Linked DNA regions of Mus musculus: region 1 is linked to region 2. A link is a contact called in public Hi-C data. All regions are on one chromosome and are shown on one strand. The core of a region is the stretch at or near the end of the contact, and the rest is flanking DNA. Distances in the headings are between cores, read along the strand shown.

The links. Hi-C and Micro-C count contacts between places; a contact is called where the count stands out from the background.
Region 1: a Hi-C map of epidermal suprabasal cells shows a contact between it and region 2, with 2.4 times the contacts expected there. The contact joins two enhancer-like sites. A contact is called at or near these places in 4 of 484 Hi-C or Micro-C datasets (the N1E-115 cell line, epidermal suprabasal cells, macrophages and 1 more) and 8 of 115 datasets of contacts at active chromatin or transcription factors (bone marrow-derived dendritic cells, embryonic stem cells, hepatocytes and 2 more).

What each region holds. Positions count from the first base shown.
Region 1 is chr8:46,441,868-46,447,798 of GRCm38.p6, forward strand. No RefSeq gene overlaps it. Among named protein-coding and RNA genes, the nearest start is that of Acsl1, 26 kb to the right of the region's middle. Within about 2 kb of position 4,239, at least 66 of the 459 cell types and tissues checked have an H3K27ac peak or open chromatin away from gene starts, as enhancers often do. A contact at or near this core is called in epidermal suprabasal cells, where this site is marked.
Region 2 is chr8:46,337,340-46,343,048 of GRCm38.p6, forward strand. No RefSeq gene overlaps it. Among named protein-coding and RNA genes, the nearest start is that of Gm30931, 23 kb to the right of the region's middle. Within about 2 kb of position 3,457, at least 13 of the 459 cell types and tissues checked have an H3K27ac peak or open chromatin away from gene starts, as enhancers often do. A contact at or near this core is called in epidermal suprabasal cells, where this site is marked.

The DNA.
Region 1 (5,931 bases), core at 2,989-5,488, 110 kb after region 2:
TAAAGCCTTTTTTTAAAAAAACCCAAAAGCTTTGTGTTTTCTCATATGAGGCTATTTTTGTAGTATACTGGCTAGTTACCTTCTAGGATGGCCTTCAGTATTGGTTTATGTGACATTTCCTTATGAATATTTGGGTAATGAATTTGGGCAGGAACGATATAGATATTATGCTATGTCCTGAGCTCAGAACACTAGCTCGTGGCTTTTGGGGGCTAGCCTTATTTAAGAATGTGTTTCAAATAGCAAACAATCAGAAAGAGAAAGTGTCTGTGGATTCCCGGAGGATTTGTGGACATCCGGGTAAGAACCTTTGTCCTACAGAAGCACAAGAGGAAACACAAAATGTTGCCGTGTCTACTCCAGCCGTGTTGCCTTTGACCTCGCAGTGAATATGACCTTGGAGGTTCCTTCACATACCTTTGCTCCTAACCCACATCTTAGCTAATATGAGAAAGAATTTCTTCTCTTCCTCCCTTCCATTTTCACGTGTATACCTAACATGGTTGTTACACGTGGAACTGTGTTCACATTGTACCCCTTGACTTACAATCCATTTATGTCGTTATAATCTACAGGGCTCAAACTCACTCAGTGAAGTCCATTTCACTTAGCCCTAGATCCCTTTGGCATGTCTTCTTCTTCTTCTTCTTCTTCTTCTTCTTCTTCTTCTTCTTCTTCTTCTTCTTCTTCTTCTTCTTCTTCTTCTTCTTCCTCCTCCTCCTTTTGATTCTTCATTTCTTTCTTAACCAACACTATCACCTAGAAGTTCAAAGGCCTTCTTGTACTTCCCCCTTTCTGCTATCTCAGCGTTGTCTAGTTCTCTAAGACACATGTGTTCTCCTAGTGGGAAAACAGACTTAGAGACCAACATTGAGATGCTTGTGTACTTTGTGCTGCAGGAGTAGCATCATTTCCCGGGCCCTGCAGCATCCAGAGCTGGGTTACAGGAGCCTCCTGCAGCAGGTGGACACACAGTGTCCTCTCACATTCTCAGTTTAGACTCCTCTTCTACTCCCTTCAAATACTTTTACATTCATTAGTTTTCTGTCTGATAATACATTAGTATAGCTGCAGAATGTAGCAGGTTGTATTCATTATTTAGGTACACTCGTACACATGTGCACACATTTGCACAAGTGCCCATACACACACACACACACACACACACACAAACATACACACACACACTCCTATGTAATAATACTTAATGAAATGGAGTCCACGATTAGAAAGAGTGCAAGGCCAGACAAATGGAAATATTTGGAGAGAAAAAAAAAAGAGAGAAAGTGATTTTAATTTGGTTTGTTTTTGTTTTTCAAGACAGGATTTCTCTATGTAGCCCTAGCTGTCCTAGACTCTCCCTTTGTAGACCAGGCTGGCCTCAAACTCACAGAGATCCACGTGCCTCTGCCTCCTTCCCAAGTGCCAGGATTAAAAAGCAAGTGCCATCATGCCTGGCTTGATTTGATTATTTTATAATCTCAAAAATTACAAAAAGTGTGTTGTTTGTTTGTTTAATAAAAAAGCAAAAAGAAGGCTCAGCAGTTAAGAGCACTCACTGGTCTGTCAGATAACACCCAGGTTCAGCTCCCAGCATCCACATAGCAGCTCAGAACCATCCAAAAGTCCAGAGCCAGGGATCAAACACCCTCTTCTGATCTCTGAAGGCACCAGCCAGCATCTCTGTGGTCTACAGACATACATAAAAGCAAAATACTCCTATATATAAAATAAGCAAATATAAATTAAATGTTTTTAAAAAGTCATGAGGACCCTTTCACTTTACATCTTGAGTTTGTTTCCTAATTTGCAAAATAAGAATAGCATTTGGCATTTGCTTTGTCAAGTCTAGCAACATTTCGACAGAGAATGAAGTTCTAGGAGGACCTTTGTGCATTGATTTGGTAATACTAAGGATTGAACCCAGGCCTTTGCATATGCTTAGCAAACTCTCCTCCACTGAGCTACAATCCCCGGCCCAAATACTATGTGTGTTAAAAAAATGTTATTATTTAATGAACCATTACAGTTTATTCTCATTTACATTTGAGAGGATCGGTGATTTTTTTTTAACTTTCCTGTGTTTTGATGGGTTTGATGTGTAGCCCAAACTAACTTTGATATTGTCATCCTCCCAAGTGCTAGCATTACAGATATGTACCACTCTACCCGGTGCTGTGTGTACTTTCAAGAGTTCCCACAGGAGAATCTCCCTTCCCAATTCACCTTACAGTTATGGCTTCAACATTCAACCTCTGAGAGTTAGACCACCTCTCTTTAAATTTAAGGAGAGTCATGATCACAATGACTCCCAAACTCAGGTGACAAATACTGATATGTCTCTAACATGGGTCTCTTAAAACACTAGACACACATTTCTATGAGGAAGCACGGACTGTAGACAAGTCACATTAGAAGTCATGGCGGCTTCCAACTTCCAGCCCTGTCAGGAAGCTACTTTGAGTGTGGGTCTACACTGAGGGGAAACCAAAACAAGCTGTAAATCCATGAGCAAAGCAAAGAACAGTTGTTAAAGGCCTTTCGACTTTGGTGTGTTACACAGTGGAAGGTAACAGACACTCCATCCCTCTTCCCAACTAAGCCCCTCTCTGCTCGATCCAAACTGAACTTCTTGTTCATGAACACGCTCGGCAAAAATTCTACACAGCTCTATCTTTTCTTGTGTGTTTTTTTTTCTTCCACCAGAATGTCCTCTTACATTGACATTTTATCAGTCCTTTAAAGGGCTCACTCAGATGCCATTACTGCAATGCTCTCCATAATGGTCTTAATCAGTTTTGGTGTCTTCTTTCTCTAAAATGTTAGAGAGCATTGTTCTTGGCATTTGTGATACTTACTGCCGAGGCTGACATTCAATATATTTATCAACTGGCAACGACCAAAAATACTGATGCTCAAAAGAGAAGTTTCCTGGATGACCAGACCTACCCTCTGCCCCGAAGCTGAGCTGGTTTCAAACATTCTCAGCCACTCTGCTAACTCAGAAGCACCCCGGGGTGCTTCTCCAAGACATCTCCAATATTTTAGTGTCCACTTCTTTGGTGGAGATCACGTTGTTGTTTTTCTGAACATAAACTCAATCTATTATCTTATGAATAGTCTGTTGGGAGGCTAAGACAAGAAGATCATGAGTTCATCACTAGCCTGGTTTACATAGTAAATTTGAAGCCAAACCCTGTGGGAGGCAGAGGCAGGCAGATTTCTGAGTTCGAGGCCAGCCTGGTCTACAAAGTGAGTTCCAGGACAGCCAGGGCTACACAGAGAAACTCTGTCTCGAAAAACAAAAAGAAAGAAAGAAAGAAAGAAAGAAAGAAAGAAAGAAAGAAAGAAAGAAAGAAAGGAAGGAAGGAAGGAAGGAAGGAAGGAAGGAAGGAAGGAAGGAAGGAAGGAAGACAAAGAAAGAGCTGTAACTTTCCAAATTGCAGTGACTGAGAAAGATTTCCCGTGGTAGGATCACTGAGTCACAAGACAGCTCTTGGGTTATCTAGTTGCTCCTTACTGTTGTCTGCAAAAGAGTCAGAGAAGACTGGAAAGGAAGGAACACAGACTCTGGATTCCACTCTGGTACATTCTGAGTGAGTGGGTCTGGATGGGTTGATGGAATCTTGAAAGAAAAAAGGAAGGAAGGAAGGAAGGAAGGAAGGAAGGAAGGAAGGAAGGAAGGAAGGAAGGAAGGAAGGAAGGAAGGAAGAAAGGTTTTGTTTTGTGTTTCAGCCTCTCATTACAGGTCTTAGACTCATGGCGATCCTCTTGCCTCTACCTCCCAAGTAGATTGCACCTGAGAACATACACTGAGAATATTTTTGCATTTTTAATTGACAATATTTGCACATACTTAGGTACCACATGATCTTTCAGTGCATGTATATTTTATATAAAGATCAAATAGGTTCGACAGTTCTCTCTTTAAACATTTATTACTTCTTGGTGGTGAAAATATTTAAAGCCACCTTTCTTCTGGTTGTTTTGCAAAAACAAAAGCAAAAACATGTTCCGCTGTGACCTCCAGGCCACCCAACTGTGTTATAGAAAGAATACATCTTCTATTTTGTTTGGTTTTTGCAGTAGCTGGGGGTCCAGCCCAGGGCATCCTGTATATCAGTTGAGCCCTCCACCACTGGGCCACACCCATAACCCAGGGCACTTCCTTCTTACAAGGCTCTCTCAGTAACATTACCCTTTCAGAACCCCTGGGGCCCTGGTCACTGCTCAATTAGTGTCTCCTTTGTTCCTTCAGGCTGTAGACACATGCCCTTTGAACTGGCAAACAGATTGCTGTGGGGTGGTCAAAGTCACATTGCCAAAAGTAAAGAACAAAAGGGAAACCCCACAAATCTGAGGCTGGGAGTGAAGGAGAAATTCCTGCCGTTTCAATCCATGGGTGCTGTCAAAAAATAAATAAATAAATTAAACACTTCATAAGATCAAAAAGGGGGTGGTGTATCCTGGCTGGGCTGGCTTCTGTCTGGGGGGTGTGTCCTCTCAGATGGGGTGATGTATTTCCTCACCGGCAGGTTGTTAATGGTGTGACTCACTGATCTCTTGGGAGCCTCCGCCCTTATCTCCCTGGTTTCTTCTACCAGTGTGACATCTAATTTCTGATTGCATCCTCAGAGCCGCTCTGAGTTTCTAATGAAAGCTCATCTACTCGCCTCCCCTTTTTTTCTCAGCGTCGAATCAAGCCAGTTCTAACCACCTCCTCGGGCCGTTTAGAAATAACCCACAGAGCCATAGGTGCTTTGCTCTGCCAATCTTCTGGAATCTGTCCAGAGTGAGTGAGTCTGTCTGGGAGCTGGGTCTCTGAGGAGAGGCAGCATGGCCTGTTGCTCCCCCCACCCCCCAGGCTTATCCACTCTGCTGCGCTGCGCCTCTCAGCCTTCTGTAATTCCTTGAATAAATACCAAGGGGTGTCTCTGAGCAGAAGTCACCAGTGGCTCCCTTATCTTAGAAGCAGAAACTGCTGACTGGCCACACTGATCACCAGCTGGGACTTACGCACATTCTGCAGAATATGCCTCTTGTAAAGAATTTTAAGCCTTTCCGGAATAATCTTCATCTTCCCCCAATCTTTGTGAATTTTAAAAGTTTTATAAATATCTGCCAAGAGTGTAGTGGATACAGCAAGCAGTAGCTGGGTCACTGAGACCACTGTAGAGTTAGAATACTGAACTAGCTTGCTGGATTGATTGATGATTGATTGATTGATTGAAACAGGGTCTCACTATGTAGTCCTGACTGACCTAGAACCTGCTATATAAACTAGGCTGTCCTCAAACTCATTGAGATTTACCTGTCTCTGCCTTCCAAGTGCAGTGGAATTAAATGTGTGCCACCATGCCTGGCAGCATCAAGTACCGTATAAAACTATAAGGGCCAGGAGATGGGCACATCTCTGTCATTGTCATGGAGGCTCTGTCCTAGTTTGGTTTTAGTTGTTATGATAAACACCATGACCAAGACCAACTTAGGTAAGAAGGGGTTTATTTGGCTCACAGGTTATACTCTGTCATTAAGGGAAACTGAGGTAGGAACCCAAAGCAGGAACTTAAGCGGGAGCCACAGAGGAGTGCTGTGTAATGACGTGCTCTCCAGGGCTTGCTCAGCTTGCTTTCTTAAACAAGCCAATACCACCTGCCCAGGGGCGATCCTGCCCACAGTGGACTGTGGACCGACCCCAGTCAACCATTAATCAAGGAAATGTGGCACAAACAGGTCAGTCTGGTGGAGGTAATTCCTCCACTGAGGTTCTCTCATCGCAGGTGACTCTATTTTGTATTGTTAACAGATTTATAACCAGTAGAGCCTCTTTATAGCAACACACCATTGTCGTTTAATAATTTAATTCTGTCTCTAATAATTGTGCTTTGTGGTGCTGGGATGTAGCTCACTAATGGAGTGCTTACCTAACAC
Region 2 (5,709 bases), core at 2,207-4,706:
TCCTGCATAAAACAGTTGAAAATAAATCTTTTAAAAAAGAGATGTTAGGAGATTCCACTATGTGTGTTAGAGACTAGTTCTTGGGAATAGGCAGCCTGACCTACAAAGTTCTTGGGAACAGCCTGGTCTACAAAGAGAATCCCAGGACAACCAGGGCTACACAGAGAAACCCTGCTTGTAAAAGACAAAACAGCAACAACACAAACAAAACAACAATTAAACAGACATCCAAAACGAAGTCATTTCTCTTAAAGACAATATTTATGACACTCCCGCTTCCTAGTCTACACTTTCAGACATGGAAATATGAGAGTGGGTGCCTGGTAGGTTCCAAGTCGGTCACTGCTCTCAGCATTCGACAGTACAGGCTCCATCCAGTCTTATGCTGTCGTCAGTGTGCTCGAGTGAGGAAATATTTAGAAATGTGTGGATAGAAAGACTGAATAAAGAAACCCTCTAAAGAGCCCCTGAGCAGTGGGGTGGGACACCCCACACCCCAAAACTCCACCAGTCCTGAGAGTCAGCTGTGTGTACACCTGAGCTACTGTGAGAACCCCTGGGTACATTCCCCAGGAAACAGCCAGGGTCAAGAACGCACAAGCCATTCCCAAGGCTGTCCGCCTCCCGTCCAAACAAACATCTCTTGCATTTCAAGCTAGGTTTCCCATCCTCGATTTAGACTTCAATTGTGTGGTATCCACATTCCATCTTTGGTAACCACCCAGCTGTAATTAGAAGAGCAGGTCAATAAACCGTCCATGTTACTCATCGTGGCTGAGGACAGAGCTCAGCTGGGAGAGGGTTTGTCTTACCCAGTCTTACCTCAGCAACACCACAAGCGTTTCTCCTTTGCATCACCAAACGGAAAACACAAAGAGATTTCACTGTAAAAAGTGACCGTTTTCTTAGTCAGACAATCTCGGAGAGTTTTTCCCATAGGACATATGTGTGTATACTGTTTACACGTGTGTGTGCAATATGTACATGGAATTATATATTGTATATATACACACTTTCAAAAAACTAGAGTGGCAGACTGTCGGTAAAACAGTACTAAGTGAGGCCTGAAGAGATGGCTCCGCTGTAAAGTGCATTTGCTGCTCTGGCAGAGGACCTGAGTTCGGTTCCCAGCACATGCACCACCGCTTATAAACCTCTATACCTCCAAGTCTAGGGGATCCAAGAAACTCTTCTTGCTTCTTTGGTACACATACATAGATGCAGGAAGGCAAAACATTTATGCATACAAAATGAGGAAATCTGGAAAAAAAAAAAAAGACAGTACCAAGTTTCCCTGGACCCTTAAACCAGATGCAATGGTTGAAAGTCCCATATGGCAGGCAGTTGAGCAATGTCTGAAACAGGGAACTGTCATTACTCTCCAGTTTGTCATTTTATCACAGGTAACTAGCTTGTCCATGGTTCAGTACAAAGCCATTTCATCACCACAAGGACCTAGTTAGTGCAGCCTCTTTTAGCCACCCCCTACTGTAGCTGGTCTTTGATGCTTCATGAGGTTTTCCCATGCTTTATGCTTCTGATTTCACCCACTATAGATAGGAGAGAAAGAAGGAAAGGGCAGAGAGGGAGAGAAAAGAGAGAGAGAGAGAGAGAGAGAGAGAGAGAGAGAGAGAGAGAGAGAGAGAAACACTACCACAACCAACTCCCCCGAACCACCACCAATCCCACTTCTTAGGGCCCTTGAATTTATATACCCATTGAAAAATTCCCAGAATTCCAAAGTCACACAATCACAGAAACTCTCTGCAGCCAGCAAAATGATGCCACTGCATATTTTTGAGAATGAGGCCATTCACAGTCGGCTGCGGCAATGCAGCCCCACATCCCGACACTTGGGATTAAAACAAAACCACATTCTCATAAAATTTCTGTGGTTTTTGGTTTTTTGGTTTTTTTAAAGAAACCAAAATTCCAGAATTTTCGATACACCCTACTCTTCCCCTCTCCATTTCTCCCGACTCTTGGCAACCACTAATCTGTTATCTGCCTCAATGATTTTGTTATTTCAAGGCTGTTATATAAATGGCGCCATGTAGTAGGAGCGCTGTAAGGCTAGGTGTTTACTTTTCTCTTTAGCAAAAAGCTCTTGTGAAGCAATTATGTGTCCGCATTGTTTCTTCCTCTTTGTCACTGAGGTGTGTGTTCCAATGCATGCATTCTCCAGCTTGTTTGCACATTTGTGCACACAGGGCCACTTGGATTGTTTCCAATGTTTGGCAACGAGAAACAATTAGCTTTTATATAATAGTTACACATTGGGCTTCATGTGGCTATAAATTGTCATTTCTCTTGAGTAACACCTAAGAGGAATGGCCGAGTTTTGTGAAATGTGGAGTTTCAAAGTTCTTAAAGTTGTATTGTTTACTTATTTATTTAGCTTGTTGATATGTGTCTGTGTGAAGTGCATGTGTCACAGCGCACAAATGAAGGGCAGAAGAAAAATGTCTTTGGGAACCAGTTCTCTCCTTCCACCCTGTGGGTCTTGGGGTGGAACTCAGGTCGTCAGGCTTGGCTGCAGGTGCCTTTTCCCCACTGAGCCATCTCCAACCCCCGAAACTTGAATTCTTATCCTTAATAGAAACTTCTCTGGCTCGGGAGACAGCTCAGTGACTAAACCACTCGCCATGAGAATGTTGAGGCCCTGAGTTCAAAACCCCACAACCCACACGAGCCTGGCAGGGTGCCACTCTTCTCTGAGCTTGTTGTTCCTGTTGTGAGAGATGGAAGGCAGAGACAGGAGGATTACTTAAAGTTCACAGGCCAGCTAGCCTGCCATATAGATCAGAGAACACAAAGATGCTGCCTTCTCTCTCTCTCTCTCTCTCTCTCTCTCTCCTTCTTTTCCTCACCCCATCTCTTCTCTCTCCATCTCTTTGCCTTTACCTCTTCTCCATATCCCTCTTCCTGCCTCCTCCCTCTTCACATACCAAATAATTATAAAACAAGTAAACAAAGGAACGAAACCTCCCGGTTGTTTGTGAGTGGCCACACTACATTCATTTGCTTCAGAGCAAGATCCTCTTTATTCTTGTCAGCTCTTGGTGATCTCAGGTTTGTTTGTTTTGTTTCGATTTGGGACATTTCGCTGCTTCAATTTGAATTTATCAAGGCACATTTGACAAAAACAACCTCAGCTTGAAGAAAAAGTCCTCAGATCTCCTTATTTGTCTTTCCATTTCTTAGCTGCTGTGAGAAAGAGCGAAGGCAGAGCTACCAGCCCCAAACCCTTGCCACGGGAACCTGAAAACTGGAAGCCACCTGCTTGTCCACTGCTTCAACGGACCGACCGTTGCCAATGCATCCCAATAAGGTGTCACACTTGCCAGTCTGGTTCCTCAGGGCTGTGTATTTAAAGTCAGGCTGCTATAAATTTGGGTAGGGAGGAGCTCAGAGCAGAGATGCTTTGCAGGGCAAGGAAGGCGATGGAGAAACCAGGTGAGGGACACGCCCAGGGGAGGACCTAGAATCTTGCGCTTCACTCGTGAGTGCTCAGACTGAGGGTAGAGACACTCAGAAGACTGGAAAGGTCAGAAGGTCAAAGCATCATTCCACTGGGTGGTCAGGAATCCAGGAAACACACAACAGAATTAACCCAAGGTCATCGACCACCTGACAGAGAAGGAACAAGGAACTAAAAAACTCATAGAAACCACAAGCACACTGAGACAGCCATGAGATGGAGCCCTTAATACTGAAGTAATCCGTCACAACCTCGTGACCTTTCCTTCTTTCTGGGAAGGCACCCAGCCCTGGGTGAGGCTCCTAGGTCTACAGGTTGGGCCAGTAGCTGTGTGTGGTACCTTGGGAGCTGTGGGTAAGCACAGCTCCAGCTCCTGTCTTCCCAGAGCATCAGGTGGAAGACTTTTATCTCTCCTGTGGCCCTTGCACTTAAAATGAAAAAAAAAAAAAAAAAAGAAGCAGCTGATTAGAAATGTCAGCTGTGGAGTGTCTGCATTAAATTCAAGTTCAAGGTTAAGTGCAGCTCTTCTATCTCAGCTGTGGGCTATGTCTTCTTGGTTCTTTTACATTTTTACTATTGTTGTTTTAGAATGTTTTAGAGTGAGATGGCTCAGCAGGCACAGGCACTTGTCGCCAAGCCTAATAATGACCCCAGTTTGATCTCCAGTATGTACAAGGTAGAAAGGGAAAAACCAACTCCCAAAAGCTCTTCTTTGACCTCAACACAAAAGCCGTTTCACAAGTACAGCCACACATATTCATGCTCATGATGAGTAAATTCATGTAGGAAAATATTTTAATCTCTTAAAATTTTTATTACTTGACAGAGAAGTTTGCATATTTGCAGAGTACAGTATGATATTTCAACACATATGCAATAGGGATGATTAAACCAGTCTAACTAAGGGATCTTTCCTTTGGATTCTGCTCCCTTTATTTGTATTTAAACTACTTTTTAAAATCCCTTACCTGTGATCCTGGAATGGTAAAAGTTCTGTCACTGCATAAATATCTGCCAGTGACTGAAACTCTAAACCTTTGCCGAGGAAGCGTCCTGTGAATAGGTGCAGACTTCTCCATTATTCTTTAGTCAGAGGTTTCTTCCAGCTCAGTGGATCAAGATTCTAATAACTTCCTTTGAATCTGGGATGGGATAACTGCATCCCGCCCCAGAGGAGAGTTATGAGGAGATCTCTTGGTTTTCCTAGTTCAAGGCTTTCATCTGCCCTTACCCCTATCTGGAGACTGCGTCCACATTGCCTTCTGTGGAACGGACCACACAGCCAGTCCTCCCTGGCACACATTTGAGCCCTTAGAACAGAGAGCAACCTGAAGCTAGGAAGCCAGAATTCCATTGGAAGGACTAATGCGAGGCAAACCCAGGATCTCAAGCAAGGACCTGAGAGCCACGGAGACTCTAGACACAATGAAAAGCTCTTTGAGCTGGGGCAGGCACAGACAATCTGCTCTGACCCCGTCAAGAGAAAACCTGCTGACAAATTAAACTTAACAAGTTTGGTTGCCGAATGAGAATGAAGAGCGATTTGTGTCAGGTGGGTTCACACATCTCCTCAGGGCATCATGGGCCGACAGCACTCAGAGGCCTGAGAGGGACTTGCGCAGGAAAAGTTGGCCTGGTGCCCGCTGGGCGGTTTGGGAAATGGTCTGATCAGTCGTCAGTCTGTGATTGGTTAGAGCTCGCTTGGCTGTTGCGATCCGTCCATGCTCAGCTTGTCTTTACAAACAATCCTTAACTCATCTTTAAGTGTGTTTAGCTGTAAAGATAAGCTGCGGTTCAGTAGAGAATCAGTGCTAGGAAGCATCCATCATCAGGCACGGCTAGTTTGATAACAGCCCCCGCCTTAAAACAAAGGATTTGAGCAGATGGGGGGGGGGCGTCTTACCAGAGGGTCCAGATAGAGGTGTTATATATGATTGGGGGGGGGGGGGAGGCCTTGCCAACTAAAAAGTAAACATCACTCTAATGAGAGGAACGTATATTCCTCAGGTGAGTCTACAGATGTCATTTTCAGAAGGCTGGCTTTCGATGATGAACTTACGGTAATGAAGTGTGTTCATTCTTGAATGAATTTCAATGCTGGTTGAGGCGGAAATCTGGCTTGAGAGCTGTTCTCCTTAGGTTCCCCCCACCCCCCACTGTCTTCTCAGGAACCTGGAGCAACTGTTGTTCCCAGCCAACATCGAGGCTGAGGAAGCCAGCAGAATCAC